2 separate regions of the Mus musculus genome follow, and region 1 is linked to region 2. Evidence: chromatin contacts called from public Hi-C data. All regions are on one chromosome and are shown on one strand. Each heading gives the region's core, a stretch centred on a gene start, on an enhancer-like site or on the middle of the called end of the contact. The rest is flanking DNA. Distances are from core to core; before and after follow the strand shown.

Region 1 (6,820 bases), core at 1,387-3,886, 3.4 Mb after region 2:
AGAAGTGAAAGCAGACTCAGAAGGGCAGACACACAGGGTTTCACAAACAAGTTACATTAGGATAGAAACTTAAATGGTAAGGATGAAAGAAAAAGAATTAAAGACAAAATGTGGTACAGTACTGTTGTGTATATATGCTATAGATCCATCCATAGATGATTAAAATACCAAAAAGAACTAGGCACTGAGAAGTTCTTACTTGAATCAAAGGCACTATGCCCTCCCTCCCGACTTTTTTTTTTTTTTTTTTTCAGGGCTGGTTGATTACAGAACAAATCAGCTGGTCTCTAGCTATGCTCAACTTTGAGAAAGCCCCGAACCTGATTAAGAAAAATTTTAGCTTTGGTTATCTTAACAGATAAAATCAAAGCAAGGAAGTGGAATGGGTTCACGTGAAAGCTTAGGAAACAGGGCACTGGAAAAAATGGAGCCTTGTTCCCATAAATAATTTTTTTTCTTTTTTTTTGATTTTTTAAGACAGGGTTTCTCTGTGTGGCCCTGGCTGTCCTAGAACTCACTAACTCTGTAGACCAGGCTGGCCTCGAACTCAGAAATTCACCTGCCTCTGCCTCCCAAGTTCTGGGATTAAAGACGTGCACCACCACACCAGGTCTTGTTTTGTTTCTTGAGGCAGGAGTTCACAAAGCACATGCTGGCCTTGAACTTGCTCTGCACAAGATGATGACCTTGAACTCACTTAAGCTCCCTGCCTCTAGCTCCCAGGTCCCGGGATTCCAGATCTGTATCATGCCTGGCTTCCATACACAATGAGGCTAGAATACTTACAGTTTAACCTATTTGAAGCAGGGTTTCTCTGTGAAACCCTGGCTTTCCTGGAACTCACTCTGTAGTCCAGGTTGTCCTCAAAGGCAGAGATCCTCCTGCCTTTGCCTCCCAAGCTCTAGCTTTAAAGGCGTGTGCTGCCACCACCCTGCTTAAACTCTTGATTTAATTATAGATCACGAAAATATGTATGACACATATGACTTAGTATTAATCACAATCTATTCTCAACTCTATTTAACATAAAGATGGTGGGATATAGATTGTGGAAGGAAGGACACTGCTTAGAGGAAAACTGCCACACAACAGCATGTACATCACTTGACCTAGTAAGCACCCAGTTCTGCTCTCTACAGTACAATATTTTCTGCCCTGACCCTAGCAGTGTTGGAATGTCCAATCACTAATAATTATTTGTAAACTGCTGCAATTATTTTTCTTCCAAATTAAGAGTGACATTGTAAGTTTGGAATGAATATCCAGATAAAGAAAATATAAATATGGTTTGGCAGGCACTAGACTTTCATAGGGACTCTGTGCTGGAGTCCGAATATGGGCCATGAGCTCTAGGTGGAATTACACTAAAGTCCTGATGCACAATGAGTCTCATACTTAACCCCCACAGTATGCCCAGCTCCTTTATCCCACCCCAAGTTAGGTAGCGTTACTTTTGTGTGAATCACTGGGAGTAAGTCCAGCCTGATGGTGTATGGGATGCGGCTTCAAGTCTGACAATTTTCCTCCCCTAATGATTTTAACTAGCACTCCTCCCAGTCTTTGGACATGGCCCAGGCTAGTAAAACTATTTCAGGTAAGAAAAGGACTGTTAAAGAATTCTTATAGGTTAATTCTTGTAATCATGGACATCAGCAAGGAAACTTACTCACCTCGTCACTATGAATTAATTACCCATCACCAATGGTCAAATTCAGAATCAGAAAACCACCTTATTTTTTTGTACAGGCCTCACCCTTAACTCACAACTTTCCCACGCATAAGATAATGGCATTGCCCAGCAGCTCTAGCCCATGGACAAGAACGGATGAATGAAAGCATGCCTGAGACGCTCCAGGAGTCCCGTTATCACCTCTTCTGTCTCCGGAAATAGTCTGGTCAGGAACGGATAGCTGCACCTACACAAGGCCATCCTGAGGCCGGCCGGCACACCCCACGGGATCTTTCCCAAGGCCAGCGGAAGGCCAGACCCTCTCGGTCCCCACGCAAGCCTACCTGTTGTTCCGGATGCTGAGCAGCACGCACAACACCAGCTCCAAGTAGATGCGCAGTACTTCCAGCCAGCGGGAGGAGAGCTGCAGGGCCTCCCCGTCTTCCCCTCCGGTGCCCGTGTCGGTGCCGCCGCCGCTACCGCCGTCGCCCGGGCCGCCGCCTCCGCTCAGATAATTCTCCGCGGCGAACTCAACCCGCAGCTCCCGCACGAACCAGCCGCACTTGCGCATGAGGAACTCTAGCCGCGGCTGCTCCGCGGGCGAGACGCGGAGGCAGATGCGGAGCTGGGGCCACAGCGCTGGGTAGAAGAGGCACTCCCGCCAGTGCGAGCAGGAGGCCGAGGCCCGCAGCCGGTCGGGCGCCGGCAGAAAGGAGAAGATGTGCACGATGAGCTCGCTGGGCAGCGACGCGGCGCCGGCCGCCTGCCCGCACAGAGCCATCCGGCTCGGCCGCCGGCCGCCCGTCCCCGGCCGCCTGCGCAGTCCTCGCAGCAGCCCCCGCAGCCGGCGCAGCTGCAGCAGCCGCAGCCGCTGCCGCCGCCGCCACCGCACCAACCGGGCGGCCCCGGCTCGGGTTCGCGCTCCCGGCGGTCGGGGTTGCGGCACTGACAAGAACAACAACATCAATGACAAGGAAGAAGGGGGCGGAACCGTCGTGCGCCTCGGCGGAACCAAGTGCACTCGGACCGGCTGAGAGGGGGGAAAAGCTGGCGCGGGGAGGCCTGCACGCCGCTGACTTTCCGTACCGCAAGCAAGTGCTCCCCGGCCGGCCCGGGCAACGACCTCGAAATCCTCTCTCGAACGGACCAGGGATGCGGAGGCGACCGCGCTGCTTCCGAGGAAACCGTGGTTCTCCCGGTACCCGGACGCGGAGGCTCGGTAGTGGTAGGGACTGAGAGTGACGTCACGGCGACGGGCGGAGCCTGGCGCGGCTTTGCGAGACTTCCGGAACCGGGGGAGCTCCTGGTTGCCTGGATCGCGCGGCACGTGACCGTTGACGTCAGCGACCCGGGGCGGGGCTAGAGGCGTGGGGGCGGGGCCACTCTGGGCGTCCCTCGCCGGGTAGGTCTGGCCCTTGCAGCGTGCTCGAGGCGGAACCCCGGCGTGCTGCGCTAAGTCCCGACGCTTTCTCATTCGCTGGGCTGAGGTCGCGGCGCCCGAGGGCTCGCACGCCGGCTTCTTTTTACATCTTGTTCAGAGCAGGACAAAATCGGCTTCCCAGGAAAGGCGGATCGTGGCGGCACGCGGACCTTCCTCTTCCGACGTGCGGAGGCCGCACACGCCCCATTGCTGAACCAGTGACGGCAGCGCCACCTTTCGTCTTTAGAGGGGCAGGAAAAAAATGGCTAACGATTTTCATCTTGAGGGCTGGTACCCAGACTTAAATGCTCTCTGAACCCTTGTCTGCAAAAGTTCTGTATAATTAGTATGTTTTATTAATAGCTAACGATCACTTAGTGGTAACATCAAATTAGGAAGTTAAGACAGGTTTTAATTTTCAGTTTCTTAAAGTCATTGAAGTGTTTGTGAAGAGAGCTGTGGATACCTCTTCAGTGTACCACTGTACTTCTGTAACAACACACCCCTGTATACAAAAGTAACATGGATGAAATAAAGTAGCTATTTTGATAGTCTCTGATACTCCTACAAATAAGTTGGAGAGGAGAGCTTTTCTTTAGTTTGGTGCCCCCAAAGAAAGGGATTTTAAAAACAGCCCTTCACGTTCTCAGCATGCGAAGTATCTCAGTCAAATTGTAGGAAGCAGCGATATCTAAAGGGTTAAGAGATTTTTTTTTTCTTTTCGTTTTTCGAGACAGTTTCTCTGTGTAGCCCTGGCTGTCCTGGAACTCACTTTGTAGACCAGGCTGGCCTCGAACTCAGAAATCTGCCTGCCTCTGCCTCCCGAGTGCTGGGATTAAAGGCGTGTGCCACCACGCCCGGCGTGGTTAAGAAATTTTATGTCTGCTGCTTCAAACCACACTAAGAAACTAGCTAGTCTAGATATCTTTAGCTCTGTGATGTAACAGCAGACCTTCTGTCACATTTCTTTTATACAGTTTGGTGTCACGAACCTAGTAAACTACCAATAATAGTATTTTTTTGTTTTTGTTTTTGGTTTTTGTTTTTTGTTTTTTGAGACAGGGTTTCTCTGTATAGCTCTGGCTGTCCTGGAACTCACTTTGTAGACCAGGCTGGCCTCGAACTTGGAAATCCGCCTGCGTCTGCTTCCCGAGTACTGGGATTAAAGGCATGTGCCACCACGCCCGGCTCAATAATAGTATTCTTTTACCTCTAAATTTACATCAGCTCAGTTGGTACTTTGAATAAAAAATGTATTCCAGGTAGGTCATTTCTTTGAACCCTTGTCTGTAAAATTCTATGTAATTACCGTTTTATAAGCATTCAATGAACATTAAGTGGTAACAGTAAATCAGGGAATTAAGACTTGGATTTGGACTTCAGTTTCAAAGTCATTTAAGTATTTTGAAGAGAGCCGTAGACTTCTGGAGCTCCACTTTAGTTTACACCTCTGTTATGGCTATTCTTGGATGCCAGTGTGACTATATCTGGAATGAAGTACAATCCAGAAATGGAGGGCAAACTTGTGAAAGATATTCTGCTTGGTTTGAAGTGGGTAGATTTACTTCTAGTTGGGACCTTTGAGGTGAAAGACAAGCCTGATTTGGATCTTGAGACAGGAAGACACACCTTTAACCTGGGCCACATCTTCTGTTGGAAGTCTACATGTGGGGCTGGAGAGATGGTTAAGAGCACTGCCTGCTCTTCCAGACGACCTGAGTTCAATTCCCAGCAACCACATGGTAGTTCCCAACCATCTGTAATGGGATCCGATGCCCTTTTCTGGTGTGTGTGAAGATAGCTGCAGTGTACTTACATACATGAGGTAAATAAATAACTCAATCTTTAGCCAGGCAGTGGTGGCACACACCTTTAATCCTAGCACTTGGAAGGCTAGGTAGCACTTGGTAGGTGGATTTCTGAGTTCAAGGCCAGCCTGGTCTACAGAGTGAGTTCCAGGACAGCCAGGGCTACACAGAGAAACCCTGTCTCGAAAAACCAAACTAAAAAAAAAAAAAAAAAAAGAAAGAAAGTCTATATAACTTGGAAGATTGGAAGAAGAAAGGTTCTGCTCTTTGCCTGAGTGCTTTCTCTTGTAGCGCATTCATTTTTTCCCTGGCTTTGGAGCCTACTTTGGAATTCCAGAATATACAGACACCCAGTTGAGACACTTCCAGCCTTGTGGGACTGAACAGCTACTAAATTCTTGGACTTCCCATTCACAGCTAGCCATTGTTGGATTAGCTACACTGTAGTCTGTAAGTCTTCCCAATAAATTCCATATATATGGAATATATATAAGGTCTGTGACTCTAGAGAACTCTGACTAATACAACCTCTATAAAAACAAATTACATCACAGGTGGCAAAAATATTTGAATATTTACTAACATTCCATATTTAAATTAAATTATTTCCCAAAATAGGTTTTATAGATGCTTTGTACAAACCAGGATCCAATTAAGGGCCACACTTGCATTTCTTTATGTAATTTAAAAGTTTATTTTCCTCCATTAAATAATCTGGGAAGTATTTTTGCTTTTTTCCTTAAATGTCCTCCTCTTCCTCTAGCCATACACTTAGTAGGTCTGACAACAATTCATGATTCTTGCCTAAATCAGTGTTCAAATGGTAGTAACTTTCTTTTCCATCATTGCATCTACAGTTATTAGTTTGCATTATTCTGTTGAAGAATAGAAAATTACTGGCCTCTTGTGAAAACATGAATTTTTTACCTCGGAGCCCACCCCCTCCCATCTAGAGATTGTAACACTCCTAAACTTTTCACCCCAAAACTCCTCACCCTAAAGTTCGAACCCTCCCAACTAAAAACTGTTCCAAGAACATTTTTGAGATAAAGGCCTCCTAGAACAACCTCAAAATGAACCAGGTACTCCTTAGTTACGTAGGTTCCTTGATAGGACATGACTCCTTAGTTACGTAGATTCCTTTGGCAGAACTCCCTAGTGATGTAAACTTGTACTTTCCCTGCCCAGTTCTCCCCCTTTGAGTTTTACTATATAAGCCTGTAAAAAATTTTTGCTGACCGTCGATTCTCCTCTACACCACTAGGTGCCGCTAGGTGTATGAGTTTCGACCCCAGAGCTCTGTGCTTTCATGTTGCTGCTTTATTTCGACCCCAGAGCTCTGGTCTGTGTGCTTTCATGTCGCTGCTTTATTAAATCTTGCCTTCTACATTTTATGTATGGTCTCAGTGTCTTCTTGGGTACGCGGCTGTCCCGGGACTTGAGTGTCTGAGTGAGGGTCTCCCCTCGAGGGTCTTTCATTTGGTGCATTGGCCGGGAAACAGCGCGACCACCCAGAGGTCCTAGACCCACTTAGAGGTAAGATTCTTTGTTCTGTTTTGGTCTGATGTCTGTGTTCTGATGTCTGTGTTCTGTTTCTAAGTCTGGTGCGATCGCAGTTTCAGTTTTGCGGACGCTCAGTGAGACCGCGCTCCGAGAGGGAGTGCGGGGTGGATAAGGATAGACGTGTCCAGGTGTCCACCGTCCGTTCACCCTGGGAGACGTCCCAGGAGGAACAGGGGAGGATCAGGGACGCCTGGTGGACCCCTTTGAAGGCCAAGAGACCATTTGGGGTTGCGAGATCGTGGGTTAGAGTCCCACCTCGTGCCCAGTTGCGAGATCGTGGGTTCGAGTCCCACCTCGCGTTTTGTTGCGAGATCGTGGGTTTGAGTCCCACCTCGCACCTTGTTGCGAGACCGTGGGTTC
Region 2 (6,641 bases), core at 436-2,935:
GAAGGCTGAAAAACAAATCAGAGACAGAAAATCTAGGCTTCGTTGTGGTCGTTAGTCTCCACCAGCTCCATCCATCTTCAACTTTTTTGTTTATATATTTTTTAAAATGGCAAATAATATCTCTATTTCTAGACAGATGGTCATGTTGGATTATACTAATTCATGTGAGACCCTTTGTAGACAGCAAAACACCACACAAATGTTGGGTATCATTGGTGGTATTAGTCACAACACAGTAGAGAAATCCATCCATGAAACAGAGGACACACCACTAAACATATAAGTCACTTTCCAAAACAGACAGAAATTAGGAGGACAGCTTGAGATGATAAACTCTGAATTAGAATTCAGACATCTGAGATCTAACCTCAGCTATCCTATTGTCATTCTATATGTCTAAGCCCTGGTCAACTTTCCTTTTTACCTCAAAATTTCTTCATTTAAAAAAAAAAAAAAATCCAAGTTGTCTATGACCAAGTATCCAAAAATCCTCGCTTAACACTTTATCCCAAATCTAGCTTGCTTCGGTCTTCAGAGACACTAAAGTTGATGAGACGGCAGAGAGTAAGAAATTTTTAATGAAAACTTAATTCTGTATCGTTCACGAGAACCTTCTTCTCTATAATTAGTTTTCTTCCTAAAGGACAGCAAATGAAGAACAGGGTGTATAGGGCGGGGTTCTTTCCCCAAGCTTCAGGAACCACCCACTTCCCAAAGAGGTGCAACTGCTTCCTCCAGGGCCCTCACCTGCCAAAAAAACTTGAAAGACTACGGGTTCCACTGGCCGAGCCAGCGCTTTGCTTTGCTTTGCTTTGCACTCGGGTGGGGATGGCAGTAGTCAGATGGCAAGCACACCCTCTAAACACCATTACCCACAACGCCAAGTGTCCCTGAAGTCTCATCAAGGACTTAAGTTTCTGGCCTGACTGTCATTTTTTTTTTTTTAAACAATCAGACCAGGAACTCCAACGTGGGTCTCTCCGTGCTGGTGCTGACTGATTTGTACCAACTGCCAAGCTGTCCCCTTCCCTCGCCGCCCGCCCGCGCGTGGGCAGAGGCGCCGCCGGCCCTCACTCCCGACCGCGCCAGGTCGCGAGGGCGAAGCCCGGAGCTCGCGGGGTGACAGGCCGGGGGCAGCAAGGCCGCCGCGGCGGCGCCCCGGGGTCGCGGCTCCCCTCACCGATGACGATGCGCAGGTGCTTGAGGCGGGTCAGCGCGTCCTTCTTGGTGTCCAGCACCTTCTGGGTGGACTTCTTCACGTCCCCGTGCGGCTTCTTAGAGAACATCCTGCGGCCGCCGCGGCCCCTCCCGGCCGGGTCCCGACGACCCAGCGCAGGCGGTGGGCGGGGAAGAGGCTAGCCGCGGCGGCTCATGCGTTCCCCCGCGTCCGCCGCTGCCGCGCGGGCCCCGCTGCCAGGCCCGCCTCTCGCCGCCGCCGCCGCACGGAACCTGCAGCCCCGGCTCCAATATGGCGGATCCGCCCCGCGCGCTGCAGCGACGAGGAGACGCGGAGCGGCCGCCGCCGCCCAGGCCGCGGCAGGAATCCCCACAGCCGCGGAGAGGGAGCGCTCCGCCGCGGCGCCACTCCTCTCTCCCTGAGGCCCCCTTAAGGTTGAAGCGTCTCTAGCAGCTTCAACCCCGCGGAGGCCAAAACCGAGTCGTGTGGTGATGGAGTTTCACGACTCTGCCGTCGGTGGCGAACGGTCCCCGTGGCAACCGCCTTCTGACGTCAAGTGCTCGTGACGTCATGTCAGCGTGAGCTCATTCCTGCCTCTATAGCCTCTTGGTTTCCTGTGTCTGTAGTAATGAAGAAGGGCAAGAAAGTTAAGGAAGGTGTTGTCTACTGTGTGCTCCTTGTAAACAGCGGTTCCTAGAGTTTTTGTTGAAAAAGTCGTTCATCTCCACTCTTTAAACCGCTCTGAGTAACTTAAACATCAGAACAGATGTGCAAGGCCAGCTTGATACTAGCTCTGAAGCCTTGGCTCTGACGTCATTTCACTTTCTAATTTGGATATTTCCTGTGTTTTGCAAACCGTTCACTTTCTAATTTGGATTCTTCCTGCGTCTTGCAAAATAATGATTAAAAATGTACTGTACTTTAGAGATGCGTGGGAGTGTTGCATCCTTTTCCTTTAAATTAACATGCACATGGCTAGAGCTGCAGTTCGCTCTAGCACCAGATCTCCAGCACCAAGAAAACAGACATAAATAAATAAAATATCTTGTACAAGTAAATGCATCCTACCATATATCAGAGAAAAAAAATTAAGAAATCTGGATGATTTTAAAGGAAGGCTGTCTTTAGATGTGAAATACTCACCTAAATCCAAAGAACGCTGTGTAAGATCCAAGTAAAACAATTAACTAAGTGTGGTAGTGCTCTGCTGTCATACTAGGATTTGGGAAGACATAATTCAAGGTCAATGGCAGCTACGTTAGACCATGTCTCAAAACAAAACAAAACAAAACAAAAAACTACAAAACACAAGTAGTAATCACAAACTCTGGCTTTTTGTCTTTGCCTGTCCCTAGTGCCCAGTCCCCTGCTGATCTATCTTCCGTCACTCTGAATTAATATTTGTTAGACAATTTTGTTTGTATTTTTCTTTAGAGACTTTAAATAATTTATTTTATTTGTTTGTTTATTCATTTGCTTTTTTCGTTTTGGTTTTCCAAGGCAGGGTTTTTCTGTGTAGCCCTGGCTGTGAACTCACTCTGTAGATCAAGGTGGCCTAGAACTCACAGAGATCCACATGCCTCTGCCTCCAGAGTTCTGAGATTAAAGTGTGTGCCACCACTGTCCAGCTTGTTTGTTTGTTTATTTTGGTGTTCTGCCTACATATATGTCTGTGAGATGGTATCAGATCCCCTGGAACTAGGGTTACAGACAGCTGCAAGTTGCCATGGAGGTGCTGGGAATTGAACCTAGGTCCTCTTAACTGCTGAGCTGATTGATTTTTATTTTGAATCTGTGAGTGTGTGTGAATGTGTGTGTGTGCGCGCGTGCGTGCATGCACACAAGCATCTACACAAACATGCCTTTTGAGGCTGTACTTATAGGCAGTTGTGAGCCACCCAGCCTCAGTACTGCAAATCAAACTTGGGTTGTCTGCAAGAGCATATACTCCCCTAACTAGTGAGCCATCTCTACAGCTCCCTTCTTTTAGAATTTTACATCAAATCTACAGAATACATGAAATGTACATAAAAACAGTGATGTGTTGTTTTATCAGTAGCCTTTGTCTTCAAATAGTAATTCACCAGTGAGTGCAACAGTAGGAACTCCCACGGCCTATTAAGAATAGCAGTAATTAGTAGGAGGCTTCTGAAAAATAGCAGGATACTTTAAAATGTTTACATAATCTTGCGGAGGTTTGAATAGGTATGGTCCCCATAGATTCATGTGTTTGAATGCTTGGCCCATTAGGAGATGTAGCCTTGTTGAAGTGGGTGTGGCCTTGCTGAAGTGGGTGTGGCCTTGTTGGAGGACTTGTGTTGTTGTGGAGGTGGGTTTTGAGGTCTCATATGCTCAAGCTCTGCCCAGTGTGGAACCCAGTCCCCTGGCTGCCTTTGGATCAAGATGTAGAACTCTCAGCTCCTCCAACACCCCGTCTTCCTCCATGCTGCCATGATTCCCACCACGATAAAGGACTAAACTCTGAAACTGTAACCCTGCCCCAATCAGCTGACTTTATAAGAGTTACCTTGGTTATGGTGTCTCTTTACAGCAATGAAACCCTAACTAAGACAAATCTGATTCAAAAGTTCCACTTTTAGAACTCTTTTAAAAAAGAGTGTCAGGAAAAAATAAGGTTTTGTAAAATATTAAGGCATTGTTTATAACTGTATAAACTGATGACATGACCACTCCATGGTGTGGTTTTATTGTAGACATGAGAGCATGGCATTGTCCAGAGCCGAGAGAGAAAGTAATAGACTGCACATGGATGGCAGACTGGAGCTGACTAGGAGGGAAGCAGGACCAGAGCAGATAGAGATGGGAAGGAGCATAGAGAAAGAGAGAGAAAGGGAAAGTGCTGAAGACCAGAGAGTGATGTGAAGAAATAGCAGGAGAATGAATAGCTGGGGACATAAGCCTGTGAGCTGGTGAGCTGGAGAGGAGAGGGGAGGGGAGGAGGTGAGAAGAGCCAGGATGTCGGCCAGCACGGACTTCGTATGTGTCCTGAGTACTTGTGATTCTGAGGGAGCCTGGAGGCCAGCATAGACTTTGGTCTGCTAATGGACACCACAGTCAGCCATTTCTTCCTTCTGCCTTTTGGAATATGAGAAAAATGGAGTTTCATTTGATCTGACAATACATCAAAAACCTCTACCATGGACACGCTGTGGTGGCACGTGCCTTAAATCCCAGCAGCACTCGGGGCAGAGGCAGACATCACCTGAGTTCAAGGACAGCCTGGTCTACAGAGTGAGTTTCAGAACAGACAGGGCTACAAAGAGGATCTTTGTCTTGAGAAACCAAAGTGAATAAATAAAGAGAGAGAGAGAGAGACAGAGACAGAGAGACAGAGAGAGAGACAGAGATAGACAGAGACAGAGAGTCAGAGAGAGAGAGAGAGAAGTAAGCAGCAGCAGCAGCAGTGGGTTAGATGTCATATGTTGTGCCAGTGTCAACTTGACATCATCTAGGAAGAGAGAATCTCAGCTGAGGAAATGCCTCTCTCTGTCCTAGGGTTTGGGATGATGAAACACCTTGACCAAAAGCAACTTGGAGAAGTAAGGGTTTATTTTGCTTTCACTTCCGCATCGCTGTTCATAAAAGGAATTTAGGGAAGGAACCTGACGGCAGGACCTGATGCAGAAGCTATGGTGGAGTGCTGCTTACCGTTACTCAACCTGCTTTGATGTAGCTCCCAGGACAACCAGTCCAGGAATGGCACCACGCACGGTAGAAGAGGACAGACATTTACATTATGACTCATAACAGTAGGAAAATTACATGTATGAAGTAGCAACAAAAATAATTGTATAGTTGGGGGTCACCACAACATGAGGAACTGTATTCAAGGGTTGCAGCTTAGGGTTGAGAGTCGCTGTTCTGGGGGTATTTTTTCAGTTGTGGTTCCCTCCTCTCAGATGATTCTAGTTTGTGTCAAGACATGAACAGTACCCAGCACAGCATCCAGCAGATTGGCCTGTGGGCAAATCTTAGGGGCACTTTTTTGATTGATGTTTGATGAGAAAGGGCCTAGCCCTCCGTGAGTGGTACAACTCCTGGGTAGGTGAGCCTGAACTGTTTTAAAAAGGCGAGCTGACCAAATCATGAGGAACAAGCGAGAAAGTAGCATTCTGTCATGGTCCCTGCTTCAGTCCCTGCTTTCAGGTTCCTGCCTTGGGTTCCTGCCCTAAGTTCTCTTCTTAGAAGCTGAAATAAACCATTTCCTCCACAAGCTGCTTTTGGTCATGGTGCTTATCACTAGAAACAACTAGGATATCCATAAAATGATGAAAATTGATTACTGTGAACTCTTTCTAGAATGTTCTTTCTAATATATATATATTCATTATATAAAATGGCATTATATCATGACATTCCAGACATACACATCACATATTTCCATCAAGTTCACCTTCCACTCCTTCCTGCCTCCCTCTCCTCCCTTTCCTCTCACCAGCTAGGTCCCACTTTGACTTTCTTTTTTTAAAAAAAGATTTATTTACTTATTTTATGTGTGTGAGTATACTGTAGCTGTAGATGGTTGTGAACCACCATGTGGTTTCTGGGACTTGAACTCAGAACCTTCAGAAGAGCAGTCAGTGCTCTTAACCACTAGCCATCTCTCCAGCCCCCCACTTTGACTTCCATATCTTTTTAATATGTGTGATTGTAAGAAAGACCCTCACTCTGTAAAAAAAAAAAAGAAATAAATCATTTTGCCTAGAGACTAGCGAAAGCAAATCGTTTAATATTATTTATTCATACATTTATTGTCACTTAGGATTATTTATTCATACATTTATTGTCATTTAATATTATTTATTCATACTTTTATTGTCGTTTGATGTTATTTATTCATACATTTATTGTCACTTAGGATTATTTATTCATACATTTATTGTCATTTAATATTATTTATTCATACATTTATTATCGTTTAATATTATTTATTCATACATTTATTGTCATTTGATATTATTTATTCATACATTTATTATTACATTATGAGCACGGGCATTTTCCCAGGATGGATCTAAGTACACCTTGGACATGCAGTGCTCTAAAAGGCCAGAAGAGGGCATCAGGTCCCTGGAACTGGAGTTGCAAGCCATTGTGAGCCACCATGTGGGTGCTGGGAACTGAACCTATAAGGATTCTTAATTGCTGAGCCATCTCCCCAGTCCAGCAAAACAGTTTTTAATATGTGATTCTACAGGATGCCAGCACAGAGGGGAGGTCACATGCCATGCAGGCTGATTTGGCACAAAAGAGTGGATTTTAGAAATTCTTGACGGGAAGACATTCTTGCTCTCTTTCCCCATAGACTGGTACTCCAGAAAGATATCATCTCCATGCTCTTCCGGCGTAGCCCTCATCCCAAAGGCACCATCTTATTGCTTCAGAAGACTTCCTGCTACTTTGCCCATCTTAGAGCCCCACAAGGCAGTAGATGCCAGCCTCC

What was found. Hi-C and Micro-C count contacts between places; a contact is called where the count stands out from the background.
Region 1: a Hi-C map of CD4 T cells shows a contact between it and region 2, with 4 times the contacts expected there. The contact joins the promoter of Fbxo33 here to the promoter of Ralgapa1 in region 2.

The regions. Positions count from the first base shown.
Region 1 is chr12:59,216,847-59,223,666 of GRCm38.p6, forward strand. Fbxo33 (F-box protein 33) reads right to left here and starts at 2,637. Exons shown (of 4, transcript NM_001033156.4): 1 at 2,014-2,637. The coding sequence starts at 2,633.
Region 2 is chr12:55,819,482-55,826,122 of GRCm38.p6, forward strand. Ralgapa1 (Ral GTPase activating protein, alpha subunit 1) reads right to left here and starts at 1,686. Exons shown (of 42, transcript NM_001368814.1): 1 at 1,181-1,686. The coding sequence starts at 1,286.